Linked DNA regions of Zea mays: region 2 is linked to region 1. Evidence: chromatin contacts called from public Hi-C data. All regions are on one chromosome and are shown on one strand. The core of a region is the stretch at or near the end of the contact, and the rest is flanking DNA. Distances in the headings are between cores, read along the strand shown. Region 1 overlaps LOC103635990 (transducin family protein / WD-40 repeat family protein). Region 2 holds the start of LOC103635996 (probable anion transporter 4, chloroplastic).

Evidence for each region. A called contact is a pair of places that touch in the nucleus more often than the background predicts.
Region 2: a Hi-C map of ear shows a contact between it and region 1, with 2.0 times the contacts expected there. The contact joins the promoter of LOC103635996 here to the enhancer-like site in region 1. A contact is called at or near these places in 2 of 25 Hi-C or Micro-C datasets (ear and tassel).

Annotation. Positions count from the first base shown.
Region 1 is chr8:139,884,331-139,890,539 of Zm-B73-REFERENCE-NAM-5.0, forward strand. It overlaps LOC103635990 (transducin family protein / WD-40 repeat family protein), which reads left to right. Exons shown (of 16, transcript XM_008658352.4): 11 at 1-248; 12 at 544-767; 13 at 865-998; 14 at 2,861-3,112; 15 at 3,191-3,369; 16 at 3,503-4,200. The coding sequence ends at 3,616. Among protein-coding and RNA genes, the nearest start is that of LOC103635990, 14 kb to the left of the region's middle. Within about 2 kb of position 4,546, at least 7 of the 20 cell types and tissues checked have an H3K27ac peak or open chromatin away from gene starts, as enhancers often do. A contact at or near this core is called in ear and tassel, where this site is marked.
Region 2 is chr8:140,277,523-140,283,949 of Zm-B73-REFERENCE-NAM-5.0, forward strand. LOC103635996 (probable anion transporter 4, chloroplastic) reads right to left here and starts at 3,759. Exons shown (of 12, transcript XM_008658358.3): 1 at 3,623-3,759; 2 at 3,393-3,539. The coding sequence starts at 3,498.

The DNA.
Region 1 (6,209 bases), core at 3,296-5,795:
GAGCAACTACAGGTTTGAGTTCTTTAGCAAAGCCAGGAAGAGATCTAACTGGTGGTGGAGCATTTGGAATTCCAGGCTATGCTGGTATTGGGGCCTCTGGGTTTGGGTGGGGCGAACCTGAAGAATTTGAGGATTTCATTGATCCTCCAGCAACACTTGAGAACATACATTCAAGAGCATTATCCCGCCATCCCTCATTACCATTGTTTCTTGTTGGTTCAAGCAATACACATGTGTATCTGTGGGAGGTATACATTCTCTACCTAGTACTCTGTTTGGATTACAGTGGCTTTTCTAAAGCGCTTCTTTCCCCCTAGATTTCGAAGCAGTTTTTAAGCATCTTTTTTAGGAGCCATAACATCAAACTTTACTGCAACCAGTAAAGATAGATCCCCATAGCACACTATATTTCATAAAGTTTCATAAATGATTTCTACTATGGGACAGAGTTCATTTAGCGTCGAACTATTTATAAGTTATGTATACCCTATGTTTAAATATCTAAATATCCATTAATACCTTTAATTATTTTTAACTTTTCAGTTTGGTAAAGCTAGTGCTATGGCTACATATGGTGTTCTACCTGCTGCTAATATTCCACCGCCTTATGCACTGGCCTCCATATCATCTGTTCAATTTGACTGTTATGGACAGCGGTTTGCCACTGCTGCATTAGATGGTACCATTTGTACATGGCAAGTTGAGGTGGGTGGAAGAAGCAATGTCTATCCTACAGAGTCATCTATATGCTTTGACAGCCACGCCTCGTATGTGTACCAAACTCCATCCATGCAATGCAACAGCCAATAGCTGCTGCTTGGTACAGATCTCGTTTTCTTACAGATAAGTTCTTATTGGTTACAGGGATGTTGCCTATGTGTCTGCAAGTAGATCAGTTATTGCTTCTGCTGGATATAGTTCAAATGGTTCAAATGTTGTTATATGGGACACACTGTCTCCACCAGCTACATCTCAAACATCTATCATGTGTCATGAAGGTAAGTCATGAGCATGAGCGTTTACTGTTTGACTGTTGGGAGCAATATAATCATTATCCTTGAATAAGCAATGTAACATGATTAGTACGGGGTAAATCACTAAATGTATAAGACTAGCAAACACACCTTAGGATCTTGTGGCATATTAGGATATAGTAGGAAAATGATCATGATATCGTTTGCTGACTCTGGTGTCACCTTGTTATATATCACAAAAAGCAAAAATAAAAAGTTCATAATCCAGTCACGACTCTAGAAGGCACCAACTTGATGAGGTGCTGAGAATGTGTAAGTCAAATTCATTTGTTTTGAGTAGTTCCAATGGTTCATTACTATCTGCGAATATGAAACAAGAGAATTGCAGTGCATTCCCACCTGTGCCTCATTTTCTGCACTCTTCTGCAGTAGAACCCAAGTTGCTCTTCCGTTCCGTATTGTGACTGCACCTTGATGCAGTATCCAAGGTTGTCACAGGTTCGCAGCATGGGGTCATGATGTCTGCACGAGTGTAAATATTAGCGTCACAATGTGATTTTCAAATTTTTTCTATCTAAGCAACTGTATATTTTAGTTGTCAATAACTGAATACTCATGTGTTCATATGAATGAAAAGTGATCGACAACACATGTGTCTGAAAGAAACAGAATACTTTGGTTTTCTTTTCATACATAAATACATAATGTGAGCAAATTCATTTCTTGTCGTTGAGTTTTATTTGTATTTGTTGCCTGCAGTCCAATCGCATGTTAACAAAATACATCTTGTTTTTTCTTCTCCCAAATAATACAATGAAAGATAAAATGAACCCAAGCACGGATTGAAGATGACCACACAGCAATATAGGAAAAACACTAGTTATCCAATAAAAACATGTCATTTTTGGGTTGGATGCAGCCATGTTCTAACTTTGTCCGTTGATATCTTTTTTGGATTCCAGTTATTGAATTTTTCGGTTGGATGCAGCGATGTTATTGAATTCCAGTTGAACATTGCACAGTATATTTGTCTTGAAAATGATTTTCATAATGTTGCAAGTTCTCTCCTTAATCCTTATAAATATATTATAAAAAACTTAAGTGGCAAGACAACCCACCGAGACATTGCATCTGAGGTCAACAAAAGGCACCAAAGGTCAGCCACCTAGGGGCTTTGCTTAAAGCGACGTGAAGTCACCTGGGTCGACTCTGAAAGTGGCACAAAACAAGGCACCTTTTTTTTTTGTGAAAACCAGGGTTCATGCCTTGGTGGCAGCACTAACTGGGTGACTTCCACCATGCTACAAGCACATTTTCAATAGTCAAAACTGTATTTTTTGAAAGAAGCTATTGGTCAACCTTTCATTCTTAAGACCATGTCAATATCCGTATGTATTGTCTGTTCTTGAGTGCACACGCACTGTTCTTCAACCATGTCTACTGGAATACTACAGTATCACATGAATTTTATTTTAAACATTGTTTAGGTAGCCATGTTTACCAGTTCTGAACCCTTTTTGTTTTCTGCACTGGCCCCAGATCAAGTGGACATTTTCCAATTTACAGTAGTTGCCCAGTAGGACTCAAATCATGATTATATAAACGTACTACATAATAGTAAAGTCAATGAATGTGTCTTATGACTTAGTTTGGGTAATATGGCCGAGTTGTCATGGAGTTCAACAGTGAGTTACTAAACCGCAAGGGGCCAGTGCTTGCATACAGCAGCCTGACTAGGGTTGTGGCCGAGAGGTTTTTGGGAGGTGAATTTGAGTCCTACCCAGGTGGTTTTTGCCATATTAGCACCATATCATCAGGTTTGCGCAATGTGATGTATTTTGTATAGCATATAGTATATTTAGTTGACCATGGGCTTTATCTTGCAGGAGGAGCTCGGTCTATTTCTGTGTTTGATAGTGATAGAGGCTATGGGTCTATCTCACCGCTTGTTGTAACTGGTGGGAAAAATGGAGATATAGCTTTGCATGATTGCCGCTTCCTTTCTACTGGAAAGTCCAAGCATCATAGAGTTACCACTGAGCATGGTGTCGAGGCATCTTCCATGCATGACATCAAATCTAGTACTTTTGGTGGTACTGACAGTGGGATGGTCTGGCATATACCAAAGGCTCATCTAGGTAACTAAGTGATACTGCATTGTACTCTTCAGATTTGAAGTTGGTTTCTCGGTCTGATCTTTTATCGTCTATCTTCAGGTAGTGTCACAAAGGTAACGACCATCCCAAATACCAGCTTGTTCTTAACCGGAAGCAAAGATGGAGATGTGAAACTTTGGGATGCTAAAAACTCCCAGCTAGTCTTTCACTGGACAAAGATGCATGAACGGCACACCTTTTTTCAACCAACCTCCAGGGGCTTTGGCGGTGTTGTTAGAGTATGTAGTACTGTAAAGACTATAAAATGTTTAATGACTTCGTTCATAAATTTTGTTCATGTTATGGTAAGAGAAGATAGTTATATCACATTCTCTTTCATTAATTATATACCTATGTATTTGCATTTTGCAGGCTGCTGTAACAGATCTCCAGGTGTTGCCTAATGGTTTCGTTTCATGTGGAGGTGATGGTTCTGTGAAGCTTGTTCAGATAAAAGATGATCTCGCTGCAGCATATCAGCGTTAAAACAAGCAAAGAGGGAAGAAGACATGCTAGAAAATGCGATGGATGCAGTTGGTCACTTGATATCATTCTATTTTGCTTTGCTCATTATACTTTTGAGATGCTTTACTCCTTTCAGGGGTGGTATAGCAAGGAGGAAGCTATGATTTAAGAGCACTAGAGCAGACATCTAGGCAATTTGACATCAGCATTTATACGTCGAGTTTTTATACGAGCCTGGTTTGTGGCTAGTCAAACTGCCCTCAGTGGTTTTTTTGAGGCCTGAATTTTCGCACTTTGGACAGGGCAATGCGGACCATAATTTTTTGTACATCTGTACAGTCAAATATCTTGTTTTGTTGGCCAGGATGTTGATGGAGGGTGTAAAGTTGTAAGCTAGAAGTAGGGAGATACCAAGCTACAATACCTTTTTGTTACTTAATACAAAAGTGCTGGGTTTAGGGTTAATGTACAATGGCAGAGCAAATGGACCAAACAAATATTGTATTTGGTACGGGAGTATGTATGCGGTTTGTCAAGGGGACCGCAGTAGTTCATCATTCAAAACAATATTTTGCATTATTTTGTACTGTAGATTTCACTGTTTCTATAGTGAAGTTTGAATATGAGAATGTAGATGAGTAAATTGCTAGAGATAGTCTTAGTGTGATCTTTTAATATCCTGAAACCTAAGGTCCAATCGAACCAACTAGTCTGACGACCAGCTATAAAACCATCCCATCATGCGGAACGAGTTTGCAACCCGATTGTGTCTGGGCGTGTTGATTCTATAGCTCCGTTTGGTAGGGCTCCCAGATGGCTCCAGCTCCTTGCCGGAGCCCTCCCCGACGCAGCGCCCAAAAATAGTTCTTGAGGAAGAGCAGGAGCCAGAACACTGTTAGGAGCTGGAGCCCAAAATTTTGGCTCTGCACGGCTCCGCTCTGAGTACGGGTGCGAGACTACGCAGTTTGGGCTGTCCGTCGTTGTGCTTCTCTGGCCTACGAGTCTTTCTTAGAGCATCTTCAACAACGTGACCTATAAAAATGCCCTATAATTTGAAAATAAGTATATTTTATAGAATTTAGGGCACCAATAAAACACCCCGCTCCAACAGTAAAGCCCCAAATCTAGATTATAGGGCAGCCCATTACGGTGTAGTATATTTGAGTCACTTGAGAGTGTACCCTATAGTTTTTTGATAAAAAATTATGAAATAGAGCACTGTTGGAGTAATTTTTCCTGTGTAGAGCCCAATATTTCAATTTGAGGCATTAGTTTGAGGCATTGTTGGAGATGCTCTTACCGCACTCCAAGTTGTTTCTCTTCCACGAGTCCGTAGTTTGGTTTCAGTTTGGCAATAGTTTGACGCCGTGAAAAAAGCCTGAATAAAGCAGAAAAAAGATCCTGCTACTTAACCTGCTAAGCAGTTCTAGATGAATGGTAGCATTTTTACGAAGGTTGTAGTTTGGTTGCATTATTTTCATTTCACCACTTAGCTGAAGCTGTCTTTTTGTTTGATGAATCCTGCAATAGTTTGACGCCCTGCAATAGTTTGACGTTGTCACTACTGTCTCAGTTTCAGTTTGGCTCAATTCCTTTTTCAGTTTCAGTTTAGCTTTAGAACAATCCAAACCATTGATCTATAATTTTCTGATTAGTCTCAAAAAGTTCAAATTGATACACCAAATCAAAAAATACATGAGGATCGTTTTGCCAAACGATTTGTAAAAGATATCGGCTCCTACGGAAGAGCTACTCCTTTAAAGAAGTCGGAGCCGGAGCCGTTTTCAGAGGAGCCAGAGCCCTTCCAAACAGGGCCTATGTAGCGCCTCAAATTTATTGGATAAAAGCAATTTAACTTTACTGTAAAATCATTAAAGAGGAAATAGTTATTTTTTTAAAACGGAGTTCAAATTCAAATGTGTGAATGCATTCATTTTTAAGCATGATCTTTGGTTTGTTATAATAAGTTACAAATAATTTATTAATTTACTCTTTTTGGTAAGCCCAATTTATTTAAATGAATAGATCTTGTCCTAAAATTATTTATTTTCAAAATTTGGAATTTTATTTAGGTAAAAGTTATTTGTGGATTTATTATAATTTTCTAAGTATTTAAATATAACTATTATAAAAAAAGAAACGCTCTCGCGCCGCGCGTGGCCCACTGCACGTCCGTGCCTCCCTCTCTCAACCTGCAGACGGACCCCACTTTCCTTTCACTCTCTATGCAAGTGGGTCCCACCTAAGCATGTAGGGATGTAATATGGTTCCTAAAATATCCGTTCAAATCCGGATTTAAGGATGATGAACATTGGTTTGGATGGAATTTTTGGATATCCGGACTTTTTTCGGATAAGGGATACGAATACGGATATTCTGTTCGGATATCGAATTCGAATACAATATGTCTGATATCCATCGAATATCGAATATCCAGATAGCTGTGTGCATTTTGTCTTTTTTAAAAGAAATTAATAATATACAAATAACCTCAAAAAATTTATGAAATTTTATGGAGTCATAAATCCACGTATAATTCTCCAAAATATTTGGACCATAAAATCCACGATATGTTATTGTTTCTTTCATTTTACTTTCACTTGTTGCGAGAATT
Region 2 (6,427 bases), core at 2,509-5,008, 390 kb after region 1:
GTTGGTACATGTTACATTTAGTAGAGTAAATATATCTCTACTATATAAAGCATCAGTTTCCACGGTTTCACATTCGTTCTGTGTTACCCTTCTCGCTTTATGCAAAAATATGGTGAAATTGTGCACAAGGGAGAGTTCGAACCTTGATTGTTGACTCTACGTTCACACCCACCTAACCAACAGAATATACATATTTTTGTTTTATTAAAAAACAAAGTCTACCTATGCGATATATCGAAATTGTAGCCATGCACGGCATCTGACTAGTAGCCAGGGGCGGGCCCATAGTGAAACAAGGGTATTCAGTTGAATACCCATTATTTTTGGCAAAAAAAATTATATATATATATATATATATATATACTCTCAAATATTGAAAAATACATAAATGCCGAGTATCTAGAACCAAATTTGTTTTAGGCTTTGTTCCTTACTTCCTCCCATAACGTGCTCGGCCCATCAGGCCCATTAGACCGAGCGACACACGCTTCCACTCTGCCTAAATGCCCCCTGCGGCCCTGCCGGCCTGCCCCAGCACTCCAGGCGCCAGCGGCCAGGCGCCAGGCGAGCCGGCAGCCGCTTGCCTTGCGCCGCGTGCGACCGTGCCGACTGTCGCCACCTGCCCGCCCATCGCCCAGGCATCCGCTGACTGCTGAGCTGCACTGCTGTAGCGAGCTGTGAGCCGCCGGCCGGCGACCACGTGACGGTGCTCCGTTGGCCCGTTCTGTGAAGTTCTGTGAGTCGATTTGTGAAGTTGAAGTTGAGGTCCTGGTTTAATGGTTTGACCGTTTGAGTGGTTTCACTAATTTGTGATTTGAGTGTATCTTAATTTGTTTTATACTAGGTATTGAATTGAGTGTATTGTGATTTATTTGCATATTTGAAAATGAAGAGGAAAAGCAGTGCTACCACTGATTTGAGAGCTTTTTTAGCAAGAGCTGCTGCAAAAAAGAAGGATATTGTTGCTCCATCTTCCAATGAAAGAGAGATGCTGGTGATATTTCAAGGACAGGGTGAAACTAGTAATGCAACACCCGCAGAACAAGAGAGAGTTGAGCCTGAACCTCCAATAATAGAAGATGCTGAAGACAATGATGATTTTGGAAATGCTCCACAGAATTGTCAGTTGATAGATCACAAGATTCAGAAACAACTCATTAGTTGTTGTGCTCATGAAACAACTAAGTTAATCATGGAGGATCTTGGTGATGAATGTTTTGCAGTTCTAGCTGACGAATCTAGTGATGCATACCAACAGGAACAATTGGCTCTTTGCTTGCGCTATGTGAATAAAATGGGAGAACCGGATGAGCGGTTTCTTGGTTTTGTCAAAGTTGAAGATACTACATCATTGACACTTAAAGAAGCAATTCAATCCTTGCTTATTAAATATCAATTGCTATTACCAAAGATACGTGGACAAGGGTATGATGGGGCCAGTAATATGAAGGGTCATGTAAATGGTTTGAAAAAATTAATAATGGAAGAGTCACCTTCAGCTTATTATGTTTATTGTTTTGCACATCAACTTCAACTAACCCTTGTATCTATTGCAAAGGAGAATATTGATTGTTCTTGGTTCTTTGGACAACTTGCATATTTGTTGAATGTTCTTGGAATGTCTTGCAAAAAGATCTCTATGCTTCGTGTAGCTCAAGCTAAATATATGATTGAAGCATTGAGTTTGGGTGAAATAGAAACTGGCTAAGGTTTGAATCAAGAGATGGGCTTAGCAAGACCAGGTGATACACGTTGGGGATCTCACTATAGAACTGTAATGCATGTCATGGCCTTGTATCCTTCAATCAAGAAAGTTCTCTCCAAGATTGGGAAGGAACATAAAGGAGGTGAGTCAATAGGAGCTCAAACTATGCTAGAAGTATTTAAGTCATTTGAGTTTGTTTTCATGTTGCATTTGATGAATGAAATATTTGGATACACAAATGATTTATGCAATGCTTTGCAAAGGAGGGAGCAAGATATTGTAAATGCAATGGGTCTTCTTGAATTCACAAAGGTAGAATTGGCTGTTTTGAGAGAAGATTCTGGATGACAAGAATTCCTTAATAATGTCTCTTCTTTTTGTGAGAAGCACAAAGTTAAAATTGTTGACATGGATGCAAAGTATAAGCCTATTCAGAGAGACAAGAAGTTCTATAGAAATGCTATCAATTACCATCGGTTTCATGCTGATATGTTCTTAGGCATCATTGATAGGCAACTTGTTGAGCTTAATAATAGGTTTGATGAGGTAAACACAGAGTTACTTAGATGTATGGCATCATTCAATCCATCCAAGAACTTTGATGGATTCAATGCTGAGAAATTGGTTAAGCTTGTTGGGTTTTATCCTCAAGATTTTGAGTTTGAAGAGAAGGTACAACTCCCTTTTCAATTAAATCGCTATATCGAAGATGTGAGAAGAGATGAAAACTTCAAAAATTTGAGAAGCCTAGCAGAGTTATCTATGATGCTTGTCAAAACAGATAAGATTCTTCGGTATGACATTGTTTACAAGCTTCTCAAATTGGTGTTAGTTCTTCCTGTTGCAACTGCTGGTGTTGAGAGAATCTTTTCTTCAATGAACTTCATAAAAAATAAGCTAAGAAGCAAGATGGGACAAAAAAATTTAAATGGATGCTTGGTTACTTTCATTGAAAGGCAATTCTTCTTGCAAGTCAAGGATGAGGACATTATCACTCAATTTCAAAGCTTGAAGGATCGGAAGGTTGTCTTGTAATATGTAAGCTTCCTTATACTATTTAATGTTCTCCTGACCTATTATTTTTACGTGAGTTATGATTTAGTTTACTACTTTTGTAATGTGTATGTTCTATTATATGCTATGACTATCTATACGTGAATCAATTATATATATGTCTAAAGGTTATTAGGATAGGCTTTAGGCCATCCAATTTTTTTTCTCTAGTACAATTTTGAATACTCATTCTCTAAATCCTGGGCCCGCCCCTGCTAGTAGCTCATAAAATGTCAGTTCAAAGAAGCCTTCCAATCTAGAATAGTATACTAACGTATCCCATTCAATATGGTCACATGCAATTAAAAAACATCCAAATAGTATACTAATGTATCCCATTCCATAGATAAGAAGTTCATGTCCTGCTCGAATTAACATGGATAGTACATGGGTTAATTTTAAGAATGACATGTCCATTACAGCAATATGTGAGTGTCCCGCGACAAGTACGGTTATGGTAATCCTGTGTATTACAACGCCATATCAAGTTTGTATTTTACTCTTAATAACGATTTGACACTTTATAATGATTGAATTTAAAAATGCAGCGAAGATGAAGGGTGCACATAAGCTACTACATAGAGAATTAGAGATACACTAGTACAAATTCAGGTGCCATCCAAGCCAAGCTTACCGTAGCCGCGAGCGATAGGCATCCAGAGGCAGGGGCGGCGCGGAGTGGGGCGTGCGGCCGACGACACCCCCACGCCCCCTCTCCCCGCTACTCCGCACCCCGGCATCCGCAAGCCTGGCCCGATTCTGGAACAGGTGAATGAAGAAGCTAGAAGATGGATAAAGCGAAAGGGTATGAGTAGCGGTCGGCTTGGGCCTCCGCAGCAGCAGAGTAGCGGCGGTCTCACTCACCACGTTGCTACTTCGGGAGAGGAAGAAACGGACAAGCGGTAGGGAGCGCGCGGTGAGGAGATAGGATGAGCAAAGTGGTGAAGTGGCGGTGAGGCGGGGAGATAGTGGGATGCGAGCGTGTCCGTGTGTGACTTCCATCGCCATCGGGCCGTCGGGCGGAGCTTTCGAATCCTCGTTGCTCTTTAATGTTGTTTTGTAGCTGTTGTTGTTGTTTGGAGTTGGGACTCTTTTGTTTCGCAACCATGTTTTAGTGATGCCTAAGCATATATTTTACTAGGTATATAGCCGTGCGTTGCAACGGGAGACACTTGTGCACGCATAGGTCACTATTTAGCGATGTTATCAATAATCAACTCAGCAATCATAACAAACATCGAAATCTGCCATTTCGAACAACCAAAATTGACTCAATGCCACTATTAATTGAAATAGGCAAATCCTAAATTGATAATACATGATACGATGATATACCATGGCCTCCACATAACAATTTTGCATTGTAGGGTGAAAAATATAAAAAGGACCTAAGCCTATTGAAAGGGGATGGTGAGTTGTGATTATCAAAATTATTTTAGCACACAAATATGGCCCTCTTATCTTTTATGTTGTGGGAAAATGTGTTGTGGCATGATTTCTACATTACTACATAAAGACAAGTAATATAACAATATTCAACTCATCTAAAGGCGAATCCTCTAAAAGCAGGCAGAGCAACTGAAGATGTACGCATTCAAATTCAAGGTTTCCTTACATAGACCATGAGACAACCATGTAATTTTTATTAGAGAGCATCTGGCAATATTTAGATCAAACAATCAGTGCCATCTTTTGCATAGATCAAACAACCGTGTTAGTTTGTTCAAGCAAACTGTTAACTAATATGAATCTACATGTGAGGTTCTCAACTATACATAGTTTTGTGGACTGGGGACATGCTCAGTTGGGCGAACCATCGGACTAACATTGATGTCGATAGAATTCACCATAGCTCAGTTGACAGAAGAGAAAGTACAATCCCAGTCGAGCACACGAGTCAACTCGTTAGAGAACATTTTGCTGTCAGTGAGTCTATTTTGAGGAGCGACTGGTACACTAAGGCTACTGGCACCTCCGGTACAACGCGCATGAGTCCGCATGTCAAGGGTGCCGCGACGCGAACGTCTTTCTGCCCAATTTTGTGGGCCTGTTTTCCGGTGCTCACTTCCGTGGCGGGTTCGAAGTGTCGTGCGCATGAGTCCTCTAGTTATTTTTTTGACTGGAGGGAGTACCGAATAGGAAAAAAATATCAGTGTGTTATAATTTAAAAAGATAATTTAGAGTTGATTTTACTGGACCGAGTGTAATAGGCTTATTAGTTGGTTTCTTCAGGACATGGTGTTTTAAAGACGTGTGTCTATTTGAATAATCGCTAGTAGCCAGGTGACCTAGTGAGTTCCTTTCACACGTTTTAAGACCTAGTGGACGCTGAAAAGTAAGTAAGCAACCGAGCTTTAATACTCCTTTTTTAGAGCTAACATCACCAATGGGAACTATCATGGAGCAATGGACACGAATGGCTTGGAATGCCTATTAGCAAAGCTACCTGGTGGCCAGTTAATTTCTTCTCGGACTGCCAGGTATGTAAGAGCTTTACTTGTTATCCCTATCTAGGATCTAAGTAGGAGGGAAGTGGAACGAATTCCAGTTCTGATGGTTGAGACTTGAGGGCAACAAATAGTTGAACTGGATAATTATTGTGCAAATAGGTTATTCGTTTTTGCAACAATAAGGTCTGGAGGTGCTAGGTACTATTTCTGCAAGTTCAGACTTCAGACTGCAATTTCATGCATTCGTTATATCTGAGCTTTTATCAGGTGGATCCTTGGCTTTTCAGTCTGCTTATGCTAAGCAGGAGTAATGTTTATTCTAAGCATGTTTTCATTGTGTGTGGTGGCCCACCGGTGCAACAAGTATTAACTGTAGCCTTACGCCTGTTTGGAACTGCTTTATGAACTTTGATCTGCAAACTCCATCGGCTGAGCAGTTTTATAAAAACCTAGAGTTTTTGGAGCACCCTTTAGATGATCTTACAACTTTACCTTTTTTTCCTGAAGCAGAGTTTGTGCAACTATATCTATCTGGCTAAAAAAATGTAGAGCAGAGCTGAAAAGTATGGCTAAAAAAACGTAGAGCATAGCTAAGAAAACATAGAGCAGAGCTGATTAAACTCTAGATGCACATCATAGTTTGGTAGTGGAACCGCGCGTTTTGCTTTTATCAAGCTCAAGTAAAGTTCAGGTTGGCACTTCCATACCGTACTTGCAGGTGACGGCGACTGGCTATTTATGAACAAACATATCGGGTACAGGGCGATCAGGTGCTTAACCAAATAGCGCTAGTCTGTGAGCTAATACGTAGCTCTGTACCCTTTGCTCCAATCCAACCTCCAACTGGATCGAGAACCTGGAACACACCATTGCCGCACCAAGTTCCCCTTCCTCGAATGCCCCAGGCTCGGACACCACGACGCCCTGCCCCGTGCTCACATGGCTAGCGGCGTCCTCCACCGCTCCGCCTCCTGATGTCTCCGCCCTGCCGCCGCGCCAACCCTCGACTCCGGCCGGGGCCACGGCGCGATTATGGTCAGCTGCTACCCGCGCTCGCTTTCGTCGTCTCTTGGAGTTTCCGATTCGCCTCCCTCGCGGTTATGGCTGTTCGCGGCGTTTGCGGAGCGGTCGCGGCGGTCGGGCGTTCGCGCCTTGCGGCTGGCGGCGGGTGGTTGGCGGCGGGCGAGGGTCGCGGCAGGCGGTTGGCGGAGGGCGGGGG